Linked DNA regions of Gossypium hirsutum: region 2 is linked to region 1. Evidence: chromatin contacts called from public Hi-C data. All regions are on one chromosome and are shown on one strand. Each heading gives the region's core, a stretch centred on a gene start, on an enhancer-like site or on the middle of the called end of the contact. The rest is flanking DNA. Distances are from core to core; before and after follow the strand shown.

Region 1 (3,635 bases), core at 897-3,396:
TGGAAGCATAAAAACATGTTTAATAACTATTTTTCTGTAATCGAAATAAAATAAAAAAATTTACACTCTGTATGGATTCAAACCAAAGTACAAGATCTAATATTAGAAAAACTATTGAAAAAAAATATTTTTGAGTTTATAAGGCTTTGAACCATAGTCAATTAATTTGATATTAAAAATTATTGTTTTCATCATTTTCACTTTTACAAAGCATTTTATAATAAAAAAATAAAAAAATTTAATTGTTTTTTAATTTTCACATATTTTTCATTTTCCTCAAATCATTTTTAAAAATTTCAACATTTTCTTCAATAAATTCCATTTTCAAAGAAAACAAAAATAAATGAAACTAAACAAAATTTTGAGACAAATAAAAGTACAAAAACTAAATTTTAAATTTACGAGAATTATAAAATTATATTTTTATTTCTTAAATATACAATAATAAGCCTTTTTAAATCTGATTATAATGTAAAAAACTCCGGCCGTCAATCTATCAAATATTAAATCATATTCTTTCTTCTTTTCTCTATTAAAAAAGAAGGGAAATTCAACATTTCAATGCACAAACATGATCATCGGCAACAATGGCAAACAAGAGTAGAAAATAATAAAACAACAACAAATTTGAAAATTGAAAATTGAAACAAAAGGGCTAATAACAAACTACAAAGTTTGTTTTGCTCACAAATAGTACAAAAAGAACAGACATTGATAAATTTTTTTTTTTGTATCAGACCAATGTACATGAAAACGAAGGCAAAAATTTAAAAAAAAAAAATTTTGGGGTACATACACACCCCTAAATATGTCCAAAAGCTGCTGCTGTGAGTCTCTGCATATCCTTACCACATATGTCTGGATTTTGTAAAGGTTCATGTTGTAGTGGTAGCTGCTGTTGTCGGGTCTGAGGCCACCACATATCGTTTGATGATGATGATGAACTATTCGTTAAGTAACAAGGCTCTGATTTGATCTCGATATTGTAATAAGATTGTGGGGTTTGATTTTGTAAAGCAGCCGCCATTAATAAAGGGTTTTTAAGAAACTCAGTCCATTTGGTTTCTTCTTCTTCTTCTTCTTCTTCTTCTTCAGTTTGTGTTTGAACCAATCCCCAAGTTGAGTTATTGGCTGAGCCACCGGTGGTGGTTCCATAGTATAAGGGTCCATAAGAGGCGGTCATGGGCGGTGGAAATTCAGGGTTGAACCAGTTAGAGGAGAGCTGTGGTGGTGGTGGGGGCGGCGATGTATATTGATGAATTGGATGATGACCCACCAAAGATGGCTTGTTGCTTCCACTTCCTTCGCCATTTTCGACCTCGGAGAGTGGCTTGTGAGTGACAGGGTCGATGCCTTTCTGTTTAAGCTTCTTTTTCAAACAAGAGTTCCATAGGTTCTTGATTTCATTGTCGGTTCTTCCTGGTAATCGTGCAGCAATTTGAGACCACCTAATTGAAAACCGAGAAAAACCCAGAATTCTCCATAAAAATCCCAATAAGAAGAAGAAGAAACATATATATATATGTGTGTATATGTATATGTATATGTATATACCGATTCCCCAAAACTGCATGAAGTTCAATTATGAGATTTTCTTCTTCTTGTGAAAATGTGCCTCTCTTTAAATCAGGCCTTAAATAATTAATCCACCTCAACCTGCAACTCTTCCCACACCTCTGTAACCCTGCCAAATCATCCATATTTTTTTATAAACAATTCATCAACACATACATGCATACATACATATATGTATATGTATATGGTACCTACCAGCTTGTTTAGGGATGGAGCTCCAGCAACCATGGCCATACTTTGTAATATGCCTTAAAAGCTTTTCATCTTCTTCAGGGGACCAAAGACCTTTCCTAAGCTTTTGCTTGTAACAACAAGATTGCCTTCCCATTTTTGAGACCAGACCAAAGTTACAATGAGTATAAGAAAAAGATACAGACAGAACAGAACACACACTTCACTGATTCCTAGGTGGAAAATTTGTCAGATATCAAACAACCATGTTTTCTTTTTTGCATATTAGAATGAAAGATGTGGATTTTGGTTAAGGAGAAGCAAGAAAAATGAAGATGTTGCTTAGAAAAGGGCGTCGAATTAATATATAAGAGAGAGAAAAGGCGCATTCAAATAAGCCCCCCCACCTCTTTTTATTTATTTATTTATTATCATTCTATCATATGGGGTCGGAGATGAGTTAACCCGAGTTGCATGTGTCTCACCAAAAGAACTGCGATTGATGTCTTCTCCGGTGGGACATTTTTTTTTATTATAAAAAATTCATCCATAAATTATTAATTTTGTTTTAATTTAAAAAGATAATATCAATAATAAGTAAGAGTACAATATAATATAAAATTATCAACCAATTTCAGACATTAAGCTAGAAACCTCAGCCATCATAATGTCATGCACTGTTCAATAAGGTTCTTCAAAAATCCTCAATACAACAACTATTGTTATAGTCAAACTCTTCATACTATTCACCACATAATTCTTTATGCCTCAAGACATGATTCACACGAAAATCCTTTATCTGTTGCAAACATTCCCTCACTCTATTCCATAGTTAACTTTGATCCAGAGTTTGACCATTTAAGAAATTAACTGTTTTTATACAATTTATCTCAAGGATCTCGAAGTCTCAATAGATTAGCTTCGAACATTTTTCGTCAGGATGGAGGGAAAGGAGGCATTGTAGTTTACTTTCGAAAATAAAAATTTTCATACAAGGGGTTTAATTTTTAAGAAATTATTAGTATAACCCCTAAATTTTTTTATTCATTTCTAATCCATAAAAAACAAATTTTGGCCCCTGATTTCCCCCCTTTATCATTATCTGAAAATGGAAATGCATTGTTGACAAGGACAATCACCATAAATGAGAAACAGAGCAAAGCTGCTATCTTTTTCATATATACATATAAATACATACATGTACATGTACAATATTGAAAGTGACTACGTAGTTTGTATTTTATGAAATCAACCAACATATTTTTCAGTAACATGAACTGCAACAACAGCTATCAGGTTTATCAGCAAGGAAAATTATAGCCCAACCCCACCATTCTTTTTGGTACAATATGACTTTATACATCACCCTGAAAAGCTCAGACTTTAATGGTGGAACGTGTCATTAAGTTTAGCGGGACTAGTTATAATTTTCAAAAAACATAAATATTTTAAAAAACTCAAATGAAATTTGCCAAAAAATTGAGGGAGGGGGATTAGTTAAAATTTTTAAACACTTTGAGAGTATTGAAGGGAGCTAATTAAATTTTTTTTTTAAAAATTGAAGAGCATAATGAAAATTTTTCAAATTTTAGGCAAAATTCCAAATCATTAGCTGTCTTAAAAGGCATGGCCCGCATTGAAATGTAAAATCCGTTGGAATCTTTAATATAATTATTATTAACAAACCGATCATTGACGGCAGGGCAGGCATTAATTCACACGTTCTATAGACATTAAACAAAAAAAAAGGTCAGAATTCTAGTTTTAGTCCCTCTATTATGTTGAGGTTTACGGTTTAACCTCTACTTTAATTTGGAGTAATAGATCCAAATTGATAACATTCTTAATTGCTACCGATAAAATGTTAACTTCTAATTGATAGCAATTCT
Region 2 (4,044 bases), core at 1,409-3,908, 190 kb after region 1:
TGTGAGCACGAGAAAACCGCGGGTTCGAAGAAGAGACTGAATTCTTGTAGAATTGTGTATAATATCCAAAAGCTCTAGAACTCTCCATAGTTATATAATATTTAATAGGATAGTTGGGAAAGTTCTAAAAGATAGATCTAGCCCATCTATTAAAATGAATTATAACCTTTGGATCAAAAGGGCTTGCTAAGTAGAGGCTTTCCTTTTTCATTTATACACTTAAGCTAACTTTTCTTGAGCAATATACTTCCACATTCTCTCCAACTCTCTCATTCTTTAAAGTGCTCTCTATGTGCTTATTTAGGCTAAGTGTGCGAAAACTTTTCTAAGCAAGAATTGAATGATGACTTTGGCTTGTTGTCATAGGAACCAGCTTAAGGCCGCACATGACCAGAACTTTAGTCTCGACCCATGACACTTGCTTGCGCCTGTAGATTCACATGCATCAATCAAGTTCTTCTATTAGCCTGGTTATTAACTTGTACATTAAATTATAGGTTAGGTCTGATATGGAGCATGTTCAAAATATGTGGATATCAAATTTGAAACACATTTATATTAACTACATGAATAACTTGTATACCTAATATGTTCAAAAACACACATTATTATTAAACTTTACGTTTTTTTCTTTAAGACTAAATCAACTTTGTCTATGTAACAAGTGTGCATGTACTTAAAATTTGATCTACATGTTTTAAATAGGACAAAGCTAGAGGGTAATCGGAGCATTTCCCCTTAGTTAAACGATAAATGATGAGTGAAAATTTGTAATGCAAATGCACATGTCGTTTAAGTAATAAAGTGATAAGAAGATATCGTTCCCAAAATGATCAAATTCTAAGCTGCTAAGTACCAACTATTCAATTTTTATCTAATCCATATCAATAAAATAAATTCTAATTACTATTAAATTAAACTAAGCTAATTAAGGAGATTTTATTAAACTAAAACAATGAAAATTTCTAAATTTCTCAATCAATTTTAAAGACTTGTAACTCTAACTTTACCTAACTCAGTTAATCAATTATCTCTTGTTCAATTGTTCAATCTATGTAATTATTATTCCAGGATTCAATGACATTGTTGGACCCTTCCGATATCTAGCTAAGTTAATCACCCTTCCCCACTAGCTATATTCCTATGCTAAGCAAGTTAGGTGAAGTCACTAAGAATAAACCTATTAGGTTGATTAGGACATCATGTATATTCTTATCCTAGCCGCAAATTAATTTATTCATTAGCACTACTGAAGTTAATCCTAATTTATTTTGTCTAGATCTAAACCTTAATTTTCTCTTCCAAGACAAATCAAGATTATCAAATTAATGCAACTTGGTGATCATGTAAGTAGATTAAATAAGCACAAACTTGAATAAATAATTAGTAAAGATCAAACAATCAAAAAGAAAATAAATTAATTAAATAAGAAATAGGATCCATCTTTATTCCAAGAAAATAGAGTTTGATTCATATTGAGTTGAGAAAACCACACAAAAAGAGATTCAAAACAAACTTGCATAAAAAAGTAAAAAGAAATAATCTAGAGAAAAAATAGTTGAAGAATTTATGTTGAGCGCTTCAGATCTCTTTTTTCTTCTTGTCTTTGCAAGTTTGAAGTTACTCTTATGAAAGAGTTGTTCTTTCCTACTCTTTTCCTCCTTTTTTTCCTCTTAACTCTCATCACCCTTATTTTTAGGGTTTTAATCGTGCCACTCCACCGAACGCAAAAATTGCAGTAGAGCAAAACACTCACTGTCAAATTCTAAATTAGAGAGCATGCTCCACCACACTGAATCAAATCCAGTGGAGCGAAAGACTTCTCTTCACTACTTTTTACTATATGCTCCTAGTCTTCCATTCTTCATCTAAGACCTATAATGGGAAAAAGGAAAATAACCAATAAATCTAAACTAAATCTAAAAATGATAAAAGGAATGAACAAAATTTAAATAAAATCTAATTAATCCAATAAAAACTATAAAATGCAATAAAAACTAATCTAAATGCTATAATTACCTCCTAAGATACTATGGAAACTAAATTAAAAGAACTCTAAATATGCAAGTTATCAAGAAACTACACTATTCACATACAATCCTATTCATGTTTGCTTGGCACTTTCTATGTTTGTTTTACAATCCATGTTTGAGGTTTGTGTATACAACCCTATTCACATACAACCTTACATTGTCAATAACCAAGAGGAAACTCATTGAAATGATTTCCCTTATCAATAAATAATCCTACAACTTTGCTCAGAGGAGTTAGCTTACTGATAACATTAAGAAAGAGAGGTCCAATTCTAACCAACAAACACACACAAGTGGGGTTTACTTAGATGAGATTGCATGTTCACACAATATAAATTGCATACATAGCTTATATCAAACTACGTTGTTTCTTACAAGCATTAGAATCAATTAAATAATTATAGATTTAATTATTTTAATTAACAACACAAATATTCTAAGCAACTAAATTTTGAACCTAATTTTCAATAAAACTGAATATTTATAATTACATAAAACACATGCAAATGCTAAATAAAAGAACAAAAACAATAAAAATTACAATAAGCTAAAAACTCTACAAAAGTAAAAGTTGTTTCTAACCCTCTAAAAAATCCTATTTATGAAGTCTATTTTACCTAAAAAAGGGTTACAATAATAGCTAGGACTTTAAGCCTTGAAAAAGGTTGAAAATAGCCTCAAATTTGGAGTCAAAACGGCACGGAAAGCCTTCACGTGAAAGCTTTGGTGTTACGGCCTAGAGGAATCGAACCGGGGTGCCAAGTCCATTCGCGTCGAGGGACTAAATTTTAACCAAAAAGAAATTATGATGATGGCGGTGATGAATTTACAGCCGTTAGATGATGGGCCAGATTTTACATCCACAATCGCCATTCAAATTTCAAATCGCCTTTCCAAAAATCGAACGTTTGAGGGGATTCAAGAGCCAACATATATTCACTAAAGCAAAACAAAAGGAAATTTCATAGTTTCAACTTTGAAACCATATACCATGGATTTTGGCATTGTTTCATAAGTAGCTTGAATTTATTTAAGTTACTTTAATACCCCAAAAAAATCTGCTGTTGTTTTAGTTTTGTATTCAAAAAATTGAAAAACAAAATAAAGTTTTAAGAGCATGATGAGGATCATGAGACGCCATGGTTGGCAGCGACCTCTCCATCCTTTACAGGTAAATAAAAGTTAAAAACCCGTCTTTTGCTTTGGAACTCTTTACGGTTTTTTTTTGGCTGAAATCAAAATTGTTGGGTTTTTTTTTTCAGATGGTGGGAATGGCAGTCTTTAGTTTCCTAGTTGTGGCATTTTATACATTTTTAGGGCTTTTGCTTGGGAACAGAATAGCTGAAATCACTACCACAACGGTCTTTTCCTTTGTGGTAATGATCTTCACAAACCAAAAATGTGAACCCCTTTTTTGTGTTTTCTTATTGCTAACTTTCAATGGGGTTGATTTGTTTTTTTTTTTTCATTTACAGGCATTCTCAGTTATATTCCTGTTTGTTAGGTGTACTGCTATTGATCCTACTGATAAAACCAGCTTTAAGAAGAAGATAAAAGGGAAATCTAAAGGGATTTTGAAGCCAAATTATGGATTCATATTGACCCAGATTGTTGTAAGGTTTTTTAGGAGGCTGGAGAAGAAGATTCTAAGGACTTTTATAAGGAGGAAGTATTTGGATCCATGGAAAACCAATTTCCAAATGGAACCATTGTTACCATTTCCCCTTGTCATGAAAAATGATGCAGTTTCACCTGATGTTAAAGAGGATGATAATATCTCTTATTGTTCTCTATGTGATTTTGAGGTTTGCACTCTTTTTCTAGCTTTCCAAACAAAAACAAAATCACTACTTGCATTTATCATTTACACTAATGAGGCTTTGTCTCTATGGCAAGATTGAGGCCCTAGAGACTTTGAGATTTGAGTCTCACCTTATGTAAATGCATGGGTTCTTTTAGTTATAATTAGTTATTTAGTTTAGTGCTTATAATGATTGATTGCATCGGAAAA

Evidence for each region. Hi-C and Micro-C count contacts between places; a contact is called where the count stands out from the background.
Region 2: a Hi-C map of leaf shows a contact between it and region 1, with 3 times the contacts expected there. The contact joins the promoter of LOC107922937 here to the promoter of LOC107922981 in region 1. A contact is called at or near these places in 3 of 34 Hi-C or Micro-C datasets (hypocotyl and leaf).

What each region holds. Positions count from the first base shown.
Region 1 is chrA12:83,409,919-83,413,553 of Gossypium_hirsutum_v2.1, forward strand. It overlaps LOC107922981 (transcription factor MYB4), which reads right to left and starts at 2,147. Exons shown (of 3, transcript XM_041082891.1): 1 at 1,771-2,147; 2 at 1,555-1,684; 3 at 609-1,448. The coding sequence starts at 1,903. The coding sequence ends at 803.
Region 2 is chrA12:83,602,317-83,606,360 of Gossypium_hirsutum_v2.1, forward strand. It overlaps LOC107922937 (protein S-acyltransferase 18), which reads left to right and starts at 2,659. Exons shown (of 8, transcript XM_016853142.2): 1 at 2,659-3,204; 2 at 3,296-3,409; 3 at 3,509-3,838. The coding sequence starts at 3,151.